Regions from separate parts of the Scleropages formosus genome. Here region 1 is linked to region 2. The links are chromatin contacts, called in public Hi-C maps. All regions are on one chromosome and are shown on one strand. Each heading gives the region's core, a stretch centred on a gene start, on an enhancer-like site or on the middle of the called end of the contact. The rest is flanking DNA. Distances are from core to core; before and after follow the strand shown.

Region 1 (5,532 bases), core at 2,481-4,980, 140 kb after region 2:
AATGCTTCCTCAGGCCTCCGGCTAATCCTTTTAGCTCCCCCCCCCACAATTTAACCCTGACTCGCGGGACCATCACTGACAGGTGACTGACAGTGATCCTCCCAAAACTAAGCATCCACCCCCATTGTGCCAGCTCAAATTAAAGACACCCCCTCACCCAGCTTGGGGTAACTGGCTCACAAACACAGCCCCGAAACCCCGGCCCCCTGCTTTATCGGCGGCTTGACGGGTCGGCGTGTCCAATGGAAGTAGGACAGATGGTACAGGCGTTGGAGCCATGGCACGTAACATCCGGGCCCTTCCAGACCCCATGCTCACCACTGCTGGGTTTACTGATGAAGGAACCTCTAAAAAGTCCACAACTGTACATACACTCCCCAACATGCTGCTACAACAATCATGCATGCCATACTGCCACAGAAACCCCTAACCTGCACAAAGACAGACCTGTGATCACAAATCATCACACATACATGTACAGTACCGCGAGTATTACGAATACAGAGGCGCAGGTAAAAACACACGTGAAGGAGATATAGCATGTCTTCGCAATCATGTCTTCGGTTTTATTCATGCCGAATTTATTTTTAAAAAATATACAGGCAGCAGAGATACAACTGCTATGGAGATATAAAATGTTTGACACTGAAACGCAATCAGGAAACATTAAATGTAGAAACCGCGGGTGGCAAAGAGTTCAAAATCTTCTACCATAGAGGAATCTTAGTTGATCAGTACGCAAACAAAAAATTACTTTCAAAAACATGTCATCACTTGGAAAAGGATGAGGGAAAAGCCCAATTCAAGCATGGGCCTCAAATGTCTCAATATATATTAAGTGCAACATGCCAGAGCAGCTGAACTTTCCGCCGAACTCCATTCTTGGGAACATATCACAACACGTGACGTTTCCGACACGCCTCCGCCCATGTTCGGTTACGTAACCCTACTTCCAGCTTATTACGGCACATAAACACCAGCGAAAGGAGCTGCCAGTTGAGGCTGTCCACCAGTAAGCGCTCCAAGAAACAGATACGGCCAGTATGGTAACAATGCGGGTATGCCTTTGCGCTTCCATGTACAAACGAGCTCGTATACGAGTGATCACTGGAAACATATGTATGTGTTCCTCTTGTTTCTATTATTTTTTTTATATAAACATAGACCAAAGATGTGGAAATGGTTCAGACTCGGCGAAGAATCCCAGATCTCTTCATTAGTACAATGTTTCGCTACAATTCATGAGTCGGTACAATATGCCGGTACATATGGATAATTGCCTCAAGAAGTGGACAAACAAGGACAAATTGTCAACTTGGGATAAAAATTCATTTCATGTATGATTTCAGGGTGAAAATCAATATTCCTGTCAGAGCCACTAATGGATATACTCCAGTAGGGTCAATAGTCATGCTCACCCATTACAATGATTTGTGTCAGATTTTTATTTATGTTTTTATTTTCGTAATTATTGCTACCATTATTTATTTGGTCATTTGGGAAGATCCGCAAACAGTGGGGTGTTCAGCCCTGTCTCTGCTGGCCCTCACGAACAAGTTATTCCGAGCTTGTGCCAGCATGATGAATTGTTGAATGAGTTTAACTGAGATTTCCTACTAGAGGAGCTAAAAAGGAGCCCATGAAATGCCGCAGGCTGGGTGTAATGAGAACTACTTGAATGCAGACGACAGTGAGCGTCTCCTGTTGTCTTGCAGCCAGATGTCTATTGATTGCAATCACACCTTTAAAGAAAAAAGGAAATCGACCGAGGCCCAGAAGGAGACCTGAATGGATGGCCGGCTGAAACAAAGGATACGTACGGAAGGAACAAACAAGGCTTCCTCGAAAAAGAGACGCACCGAAGGTCTGGAGCTCCGGCATGTGCACTGGTTCGTAATGCGCTGGGTTTCTTTGTGGCGCCCTCCGTTCTGCACAACGACGAGGACGCGCAGTGGTAAGGACAGCGACGGCGATGACATTATGGCGATGACTCAACTTTTGAAAGGAATACGAGTGGTATCAAATAAACCAATAGTAATTGAGGGTGCAGAGCGATGAACACTGGTACGTGTCACCACAAAACGATTAATGCGGCACCGTGTGTGTTGGGTACCCAAGCAGAAGGAGGATGTAATAAAGACTCAAGAAACTCTTGACTAAATGTATGTAGATATTACATTCACTGGCATTATAGTTAAATGCTCATGAGCACAAGTGGCACAACTTCACTCAGAGAACATCTCGGAAGAGCCAGGAGAGAAGCGTGGACAGCTCAACAGGAAGGCAGAGACAAAAAAGGCAAACTGCACTGAATTAAGATTATTATTTCCGGCCTCCATGCGAAAATCCATAGGTTGTGCTTTTATGTGGAGATTAAACCCTTCAACTCTTACTGGGATTAAAAACTGCTTGCGCTGCTTAAAAATATCCGCGATGTCAAGTTCAGCACTGCACCAACATTTCCACAAAACAGAGGTTTCAATAAGAGCAGAAGTGAATTTTAAAAAAATCTGGCTAATTATGAAGTTTGTCTTGATCATTTCATTTGAACAAACTTGTGTTAAGTCGGGGTGGAGGGGCAAGAAAGCGCTCCAAACAGCACGGGTGTCAACAATGTATTTTTAAAAATCCAATGGAATACAGGTGTCCTGCACACAAAGTGAGTCCAAACCCCACTGCAGGACCCTCGTCCAAACACATCTCCTCCTTCCATTATACAAGCAGAATAAAAAGCTCTTTGAATTCTTCTAGGTTTGCGCATGCATGGTGTTATAGGAAAAAAAAAAAGGAAATAAAACAGGAAAAAAATAAAAAAACGCTTAAGTGCGTATTTAAAACATACGTCTAAATCGGGCTATTAATGGACCCGAGTGTGTAAGTGCGTTCAAAGTGAATGGCCGCTTTGATCCCGAAAGTAACCGATTCGCTCCAACAAAACCCCTCATTGTCCTCCTTCAGTGACGGTCGGAGCGCTCATCTCCAACAGCCACATGGACACTTGGTCGCAGACCCGCGTGCAGCCGGCGCGCGCGAAAATGGAGCCGAGCCTGTAAATGCAAAAGGCGCGCGCGCGCACACACACACACACACACACACGCACGCGAGCGCGTCTCAGAAAGGGAACTTTTATTTCGCGGCTGGACACGAAAGTGCGGAGCGAACGCGCCGGGCACGCGCCGGGGGACGCGCCGGGGGACGCGCGAGGTGCGCAGCCCCGACGCGCGACGACCGAACAAAGAGCCGCTATCGCAGCCGCTCCGGCTCGGCGGCGCGACGAGTGTGTGCGCGCGGGCGCGCGCGCGCCAACGGGAGCGCGTGTGGATCGCGAGGAGCCCTGCGACGGGAGCGCGGAAACGCGCACTTACCAGCTGCAAAGTGCACAGGAAGATGAGCGTGCATCGCCCGCTGCAGCAGCCCATTTTCCTACAGTGACAGAGGCGCTCGGTTGTAGTCCAGGGTGCGCGCAGAGCGGAGCGGACGCCGAGGAGACGCGCGGCTTCCTACAAAAACGCGGCGGCGATCGAGAGCACAAAACGTGCCGGTGCGCCGCGCATATCCCAAAAAAAAGTCCGGCGAAAGAGGCGCGATCTTAAGGAAAGTGTTCGCAGATGGAGGAGCAGGAGGAGGAGGAGGAGGAATAGGAGGAGGAGATCCTCGGGCTCGTCTGGAGCATGTCCCTCTGAGGATGGAGGGTGGAGGGTGATCGCCACGGGGGGCGGGCGGGCGGGCGAGCGGGGGAGTGGGGGGGCGGCTTCACTCGGACCCGGGTCTGCCTCCCAGCAGCGCAGCGCCGGGTTGATGCTGGAGGAGTTGGGCTCTGCGCAGGGACTCGAGTGGTCCTGATGTTCAGAGGAGGGTCTCTTCTTCTTCTCCCCCCGCCCCCGATCCACCCATGCGCGTCGGGTTCTTCGGGGGCTTCCTGCCTCCCAGCCCGCTGTATGTAACACTTTCACTGCGTAACTTACTCTGCTTGTTTGCCACTCTGGTTTTGTCATAACAATTATTCTAATAATCATGTGTGTAATCATATGCATGATGTGCTTCATATATAACATTATGATTTTATATATATATATATATATATATGTGTGTGTGTGTGTGTGTCTGTGTATATACTGTACGTATGTATATAACACAGTGTCAATAATAATTTATATATATATATGTATTAATTGTAATACATATTAACAGTACCATCATATAGTGCTATAATACATACATACATAATAATAACATATAACGGTGTTACATTTATAGCAGATACTTTTCTCCAAAGCGACGTACATCTCATAGAAAATACAATGTGTACATTACATTAGGAAAAAGAGACATAGCTGCAGATGTGTGATTCTTAACTTAAGTACAATTTGCTTCCTTCACCATGTGCACCAACGTTCATCACACAAGTAGCTGCATAAAACTTTACCAGAATATCGCTGATTCCTGATTCCTAGTAGTTTTTTTTTTTTTTTTTTTTGATGCATATAAACATTTACGTTGCATTGCAGGAGTGGCTCTGTAAAGGACTGATCCGAGCATGATGATGAACATTTATACCTTACATGAACTTAAGAGATCAAGTTACATTAATATACACTAAAAGTATGTAGAATATACAATTCGTCCGTTTTTTATATGTAATTAAAGTATTAATGTTTCCCGGTTTGTCAGATAATGTATAATGTGTCTTATGACCATCCAAAGACCCGGTCCGTCTATTCAATATAAACACGTGTTTTGTGTTGTAACCTCATAGGTGATCATCAGATGATCGATTTCTGAAAATGCCTTTTTTTTTTACTGTTTTCTTCTCTCCAATCAAGCGTGTTCGTTTCATTGCATTTCGTTCCTCACCCTGGAAGTATTTTGCGCTCCTCGCCCCCACTCAGAGGTGAGATGATGGACGTGTCGGTGATGTGACGATACTTTATTCCAGTCCTTTGTTGTTCGGGATCAGGTGTCGCCCCCTAGTGGCGAGGGCAGCCGCGCGCGGCTTCCTTTCCTCGGGCTGCCAAACTGGCCCACGTGGAGCTGCAAAAAAAAAAAATAAATAATAAACGAAATCAATACACCAACAAACACGGTTTATGACATGATATTAAACTGGTGATAATGAAAATGCTGTCATATACTGTACTGCAGTCCAGTATTACTGTACTTGTTCAGGACACCAGAGGATGTAACATTATCGTATAATGACTGTCCATTTCTGACCATATTATGAACGATCCAGTGATCTGAAAAGTGAAATCAAAGCTCCAGAAGTACAGGGTATGCTCTGGATGGGACACCGGGCCATCACACCACACACACACACACACACACACACACACACACACACACACACACACACACACACACACACACGCACACCACACGCTCAATGGGACGGTTCCAAATAAAGGACACTGTAAAGTGACCCAGTGACCTGTCCTTGGGAGGACGTCCCTGGAAAAAAAGCACACAGACACTAAAACGTGCACCGTGTATTAAAGTATGAACACGGCACATGCAAATATGAGCACATGGGAG
Region 2 (6,054 bases), core at 2,206-4,705:
ACTGGGTCAAACTGAAGCACGATAAAAATTCCCTAGTAATGATTCTTTCAACTGAAAATTGAAACTAACAGTTTGCCATTAGGGGAAAAAGCACACCCACATGCACTACAGTGTACAATATAATTAGAAACATGCAAAAGAAACATAACAGAAGAATAAACATGTACATAGAAACATCCAATCAGCTCACCTGATTTGTCTGGCTGCTTAGATAAGGCTCAAAATCATCATCGTTTACAGCATCCTTCTGATGCATTGAACCGTTCTGAACTGAAACAAAAGCAAAGGAGAACAAGTTGGCACAGAAAATTAGAAGTAAATGAAAAGAAAAGCTAGAAATCAGTATCAAATACATTATTAAAATTCAGATAAACAGAAGCAGTAAGCCTTGCCCTCATTTAACTTTCAGGCTTTTTTTGCAGCCCTTAGGTTACTTGAAACAGGTATACTGGTAATTAAAATTCAAAACATAGTTATTTGTACATCGTAGCGTATCAGTAATAAGTAATTTAAAGACCAAAACTCTACTCTGTTTTACCATGGCATGTATTCTTAGGAGCTTTGTGTTTTGTTCATCCCTTTGTTTCAGATAACAGCTTGTGCAACATAGGGTTGCACTGATCTTGGAGACAGAGTACGAAGCAGAGTACGCCCTGTATGGACCAACCATGCAACGCATTGCAATCACACACTTCAGGCACTTTAGATTCACACATTCCCTCATTTGAACTCTGAATTACTGCACTGAGCCCACTGAACCAGCAGGCAGTGTAATGGATAAGGAGCTGAACGTGCAAACTGAAGGTCCCTGAAAAAGGAACCTGAACTAGGATCGCTTGACAATTTGCCACATAACTGGCTCTGCACAGAAATATTGCACAAGGAAATAAATAATAAAAACATCAAAGTCATTTAAAATCAGCTGTTTTTGAGAGGTGAACTTTGGATCTGTTTGCTGTCTCAATAAATATTGAAATTTCATTTAGCAGTCTAATTAAAAAACTGAAAAAGACCAGCAGTTATAAACATTAGATATTAATAGCTATTTGAACCTGTTAAAGTTCATTAAAAGACTATTCTGAATGAACAAACACATTAACAAGGATACAATATCATAGACAAAAATGCAACAGACTGCTTGCATGCCCTTGATTTAACTTGTATTTTGCCATAGCTTTTATTTTTGATAAATTCTACAGTCAAGGCCAAAGTATTGTTTATGCATCAGTTCCCGCAACCGTACAAAGTTGAATTTCAGAAGACTGTTGACAGCTATGCTGTTGCTCTGGGGTTCAGGTGACAGTTTTACTGTATACATCACAAACACTCACTAGACAACACTGTCTTCAACTTGTTTTCCAAGACACACCACATAGATCTTTCCTGAATATGTATACTTTCATTATAAATTTAGACTGCTAGCAATATTAACACACAAAAATGACAAAAAATAAGAGAATACCAGGAAGCGGAACCTGCACAAACAAGTTTAAAAACATTTCCTTTACAGTAATGATTCAACACAGATCTGACATTGTAGCTAATCTGTGACAAGAGGCCCATTTCAATCTAGAGAAGAAAATTACAGTTTATAAGAAAATTCAAGGAGACAGTGTCTAACTACTTTCATAATACTGCGACTCTTCGAAAATTTAACATCACCTCACCTATTACAATTTGTGTGTTAAAAACTACATAAAGAAGTCAGTTAAGAATTTTATATTTAATAATTGCTATGACAATGACTAATTACATGCTATCACTTATAGTCATTCTAGAAGGCTGCACAATGGGACTCCGATACTTTCAAATTTCCTGGGGTCATAATATAAAGCAATCCAATTTAAAAAAATACACTTTCCTCGCCAACAGATAACATACACATGTGTAACAACCTATAATATTTAATGACTAGTCACTGAAAATGGTACTGAGTGTAACATTTTAATTTATAATGTCATCTCATTTAAGATATGATTCCAATTTTTTGTTTTTATAGAGAGCTGCAAAGAAATACAGAAGAGCCAACCTAAACTTCAGTTACAAATCCATTGTGGTGAAGTCCTCTCAACTTGAATAAAGCGAAATAATCATCATAAGGGGCAATACTGTGCAAATACAGGGGCAGCAGATGGTCCTGTGGTTACAGGAGTCATCCTGCAGTCCTCAGAGCCGGGTTCAAATTGCTGCTCCTGCTGCAGAACCGCTTGATCCATTTGCTCACCCTGAACTCATACAGCAAAGCTTACGCAGCATTTTAAATTAGTAAATAATGGCAAATAGCTTAGTGTACAAATCTAACATGGTAATTGGCCTTGGACAGAGGTGTCAGCTATATAAATAAATGTGATATGCAGAATTATGGAGCCATGGCCCGCTGCCATGAGCCACAACTCAAGAACTGGGAGACAAGGACCAGCGATCAGAGTGCCGGGGAAGCGTCTCCATGCCGGACACAGGGTGACTCACCTTTGTTTCCTTGTCCTTTGGGTCTCTGGTGTCAGAGGACATGTGGATGGAGGGACATGGGGGAGGGGAGAGAAGAGAGAGAATCATCAGAAGTCATCGGGATGACCATGTCACATGACAACACACCAGATGCTCTAATCTAATGTTTGGGAAATACTCGTCAGCTTTATTTTTTATTTTTTTGTTTAATTACATGCTGTGCCTTTTTAAAACGAAATCATGAGCTGTTGATCAAAATTGTGGCCCCACACACAGACACAGCAGACCCATGATGATGCGAGTTCCGGGAAGCGCTCGGCCCCACCACACGCTGGACCTCCGCCGGATCAATAAGGAACACGTTCGTTTTCAATCGGCATTTCAGAGAATCTCCATGATGATATCCATGGCATGTTTAATTACGTGCGACCCAACAGTCGCTGGCACCGCGCTGGGGGGCCTGGCCGGCCGCCCCGTGGGCACTCGAATCCGGCCGCGGAGGGCACGGAGGGCCGGGTTGGTTGCCGCGCGAGGCTCGGCCTAGCACCATGATGATCATCAGCCAGGCTAAGCGGCTAGCGAGCGCGCACCACGGCACGGGCCCGCGCTCTGACCTGATCGACAGTGGTGGCAGACATCGTCCGGCTGACGAGTTCCTAACGGTCCGCGGGCTCGCTCTCCTCTCTCGGTCCTCAGTCCGTGTCCCTCGCGCTCTGCTCTCTCTCCGCTGCTTCTTCCCCTCACACTCCGACTCGGCTTATTCAGTCTCACTACGACGGGATTTTTTCTTCCTCCTTTTTTCCCCAGAAGACAAAAAAAAAAAGTATCAGTTTCCTCCTCGGACCGACACGCTTATCAACTGCACGGCTCGCCGCTCTGCCGTTTTTCTCCCTGCTGCTTGGTCGCCCTCGCGCTCTCTGGAAAAGTGTTTCCTCAAGGGGGAGGAGGGGGGGGTCTCGCTAAAACACTGTGACTCCGACCCGTTTCCACAATGGCGGACGGGCTCGCGCTGCCACTTCCGCTGCGCGACGCCGTGACCTTCCGCCCGTGACGCGGGGTGCTGCGTCGTGGCTCGTGCTCGACGTACACGTTAAAGATACAGTACGTGCTGCACTCATGGGAGTGTAAATTAACTGTATAAATTTAATGTATAAGTAAACTGTAGAAAGGAACTCTGTAAATGAATTTGATTACATCAAATTTGTAAATAAACAGCATAAACGAGGCGTTTAAATAAAAAGTATGAAGGAACTATATTCGTTTCGCGTTACTTCAGGGTCGTGGCGGTCCGGAGCCCATCCAGGAATCACAGCACCCAAGCAATGGAGGGGTGAACTACATCATTAAGATCTTAAATTAACGTATATTTATACTGTCTGAGTTAACTGTATAAATAATATGAATTATGCTGTATAAATTGCCTGTACAAATGAAATGAACACTTAACAAACAACAAAAAAAAATGATCAAGTTTAATTATTTAATCTGTTTAGGTTCATGTTGAACGGGAGATTATTATGTTTTTAATGTAGAAGTTGGAGGATTAGGCTGATATTCAAATTAGGATCAGCTACACAAATAGATACATTATAATCATACATATCTATGTAAATTATAATCTTATAAATTAAATCTTTAAATCGCACACTTCTCTTTAATTAAAAATGTCTGAAGTGAGAAAATCGCACAGAATATGCAGAAAGCTTTTTGTGTCAGAGTCTATCCATCCGCCCTCATGATGAAAATATAAGGCAGTTAAAGTAACATGTGACATAATCAAACAGCGTCAGGCAGCTGCATGTAACACAAAAATATTCTAAGTACCTTTCATTTAAAATATATGCACTGTAGGTTTTGAAAGACAGGCATTCATGTGGACAGTAAGCTTTTCTGTGCCTTGTTCACATTTTTTTTTCAATACTCGTCATCAGTATAATAAAAAGAATCAGTGCCATCACCACCCAGGAGGTAGTGGGCTCTTCAAAGTGTCTTTAGTGTGTGCTTTTAACTGCATCTAGCATGCAGCACAATGTGTATTTTTAAATTGCCTTGTGAACAGCTATAGAAAGGAGGAATAATTGAGGCAGGTAGATGTTTGTAAACAGAAGAGTATTTTTGCAACAAGCCGCATCATATACAAATTCATTTATTCATATTCAATCACTGCTGATCTAAATACTGTCATTGATATCCATCAAAACATATAGGGTAACACTGAAGGCAAAAGAAGACAAATTCCTGAAAATAAACATGACTCTTACGACGAAACTCAAATTTCACTTTCAGATTTTGACATTTACTCTTTTAAGTAATTTTTTCCTTCCTTAGGAATATGGGCAAAGTTTTCCTGTTAAAATACAACATTTAGTGGTTTCTTACTACAGAATGCAAAAATGGATGAAAAATATGTGTACATTTCTGAATTATTACATTATTTTTATAAATATCAGAAATCCTGACATGCAGAGGGAAAATGTGCAGTCCTGTATTTACTGCAATGTAAGATAGTTCACAGTAGATGGAGACAAATTCAAATTTAACAAACTGACCAGTCAGCACTGCCCAGCCAGAGGATCTCACCCAGATAAATGTGAAAAACCAGAAAAAAATGTTATTAGCTGTCCAGCAGCTGTTATTACTCAGCCCATGAGCTTCGAACTCCTTGTTTCTTTCTAATTCCACCAGGACTTCTGTGTTTCCACTCTGAAAACTGTTCATTCGACATTTCCGCATAAATGTGTCGCACCTACAAAAACCCAAACAAGAGTACATGTTTGCTGTGCATCTGTGTGTGTGAGTCTGTGTATTACAGACCGCTAGCTGTCGGACAGCAGGTGCTCTGTCTTGGAGGGGAAACACAGGAAGGACACTCAGGAAGAGAGAAGATCATCTGTCAGGGAGATGGGAAGCTGTATTTGTCAATAAGAAAGGGTGCCTGAGGACAGGAGGCTCAGAGCGTATGCAGGAGAGGGCCTACCAGGGGGCTCGTTCACAGCCCAGTGTAAGACTAACTATTCTAATAGTGGATGGAGCACCGATGACTCCAGATGCTCAACACTGGCAATCCTTATGGTCCTTCTCACCTTGTAAGAGAAGGATCAGGATTGTAGCACCTTGGCATAAGACAAACCGCCCATGATCTTGTCATTGCAAAGACCTTCTGCAGGCCTGGACTATTCTTCTAAGAAAGGAATTCATTTTTGCCACTATAGAAGACAAATGTTTGGGAAACTGTACATATTACAACACTGAGTCCTAATGCACCTTTGAAAGGACATTCTATGCTTTTAAATATTGTGTTTTTTCTGGGTGGAGTTTGGGAAGTTTATTAGGAATGCAAGAAACATACACAGCAACACCACGGCAAAAGAAACATCTTCTACAGTCTTGTGACCGCAGAGGAATGTCTCCTGCACTGCTCCATGTCTGTATGTGCCTTTTCCTGGGCCCATTTTGTCCATGTGTCTTTTCAAAACCTCTATTACCTATACAGAAGAAGAAAAGAGAAGAAGCAACAATATCAGAAAAGCATTTCATATGTCCTGTCGCTTCCGTTTTTATTCATTTAGCTGACACTTTTCTCCAAAGCAACTCCAAGGTATTTAC

The links. A called contact is a pair of places that touch in the nucleus more often than the background predicts.
Region 1: a Hi-C map of muscle shows a contact between it and region 2, with 2.1 times the contacts expected there. The contact joins the promoter of LOC108929635 here to the promoter of ythdf3 in region 2. A contact is called at or near these places in 2 of 2 Hi-C or Micro-C datasets (both in muscle).

The regions. Positions count from the first base shown.
Region 1 is chr9:25,280,175-25,285,706 of fSclFor1.1, forward strand. LOC108929635 (sodium/potassium-transporting ATPase subunit beta-1-interacting protein 3) reads right to left here and starts at 3,731. Exons shown (of 6, transcript XM_018744319.2): 1 at 3,366-3,731. The coding sequence starts at 3,419.
Region 2 is chr9:25,137,133-25,143,186 of fSclFor1.1, forward strand. ythdf3 (YTH N6-methyladenosine RNA binding protein F3) reads right to left here and starts at 3,456. Exons shown (of 5, transcript XM_018744321.2): 1 at 3,063-3,456; 2 at 2,470-2,494; 3 at 191-270. The coding sequence starts at 3,086.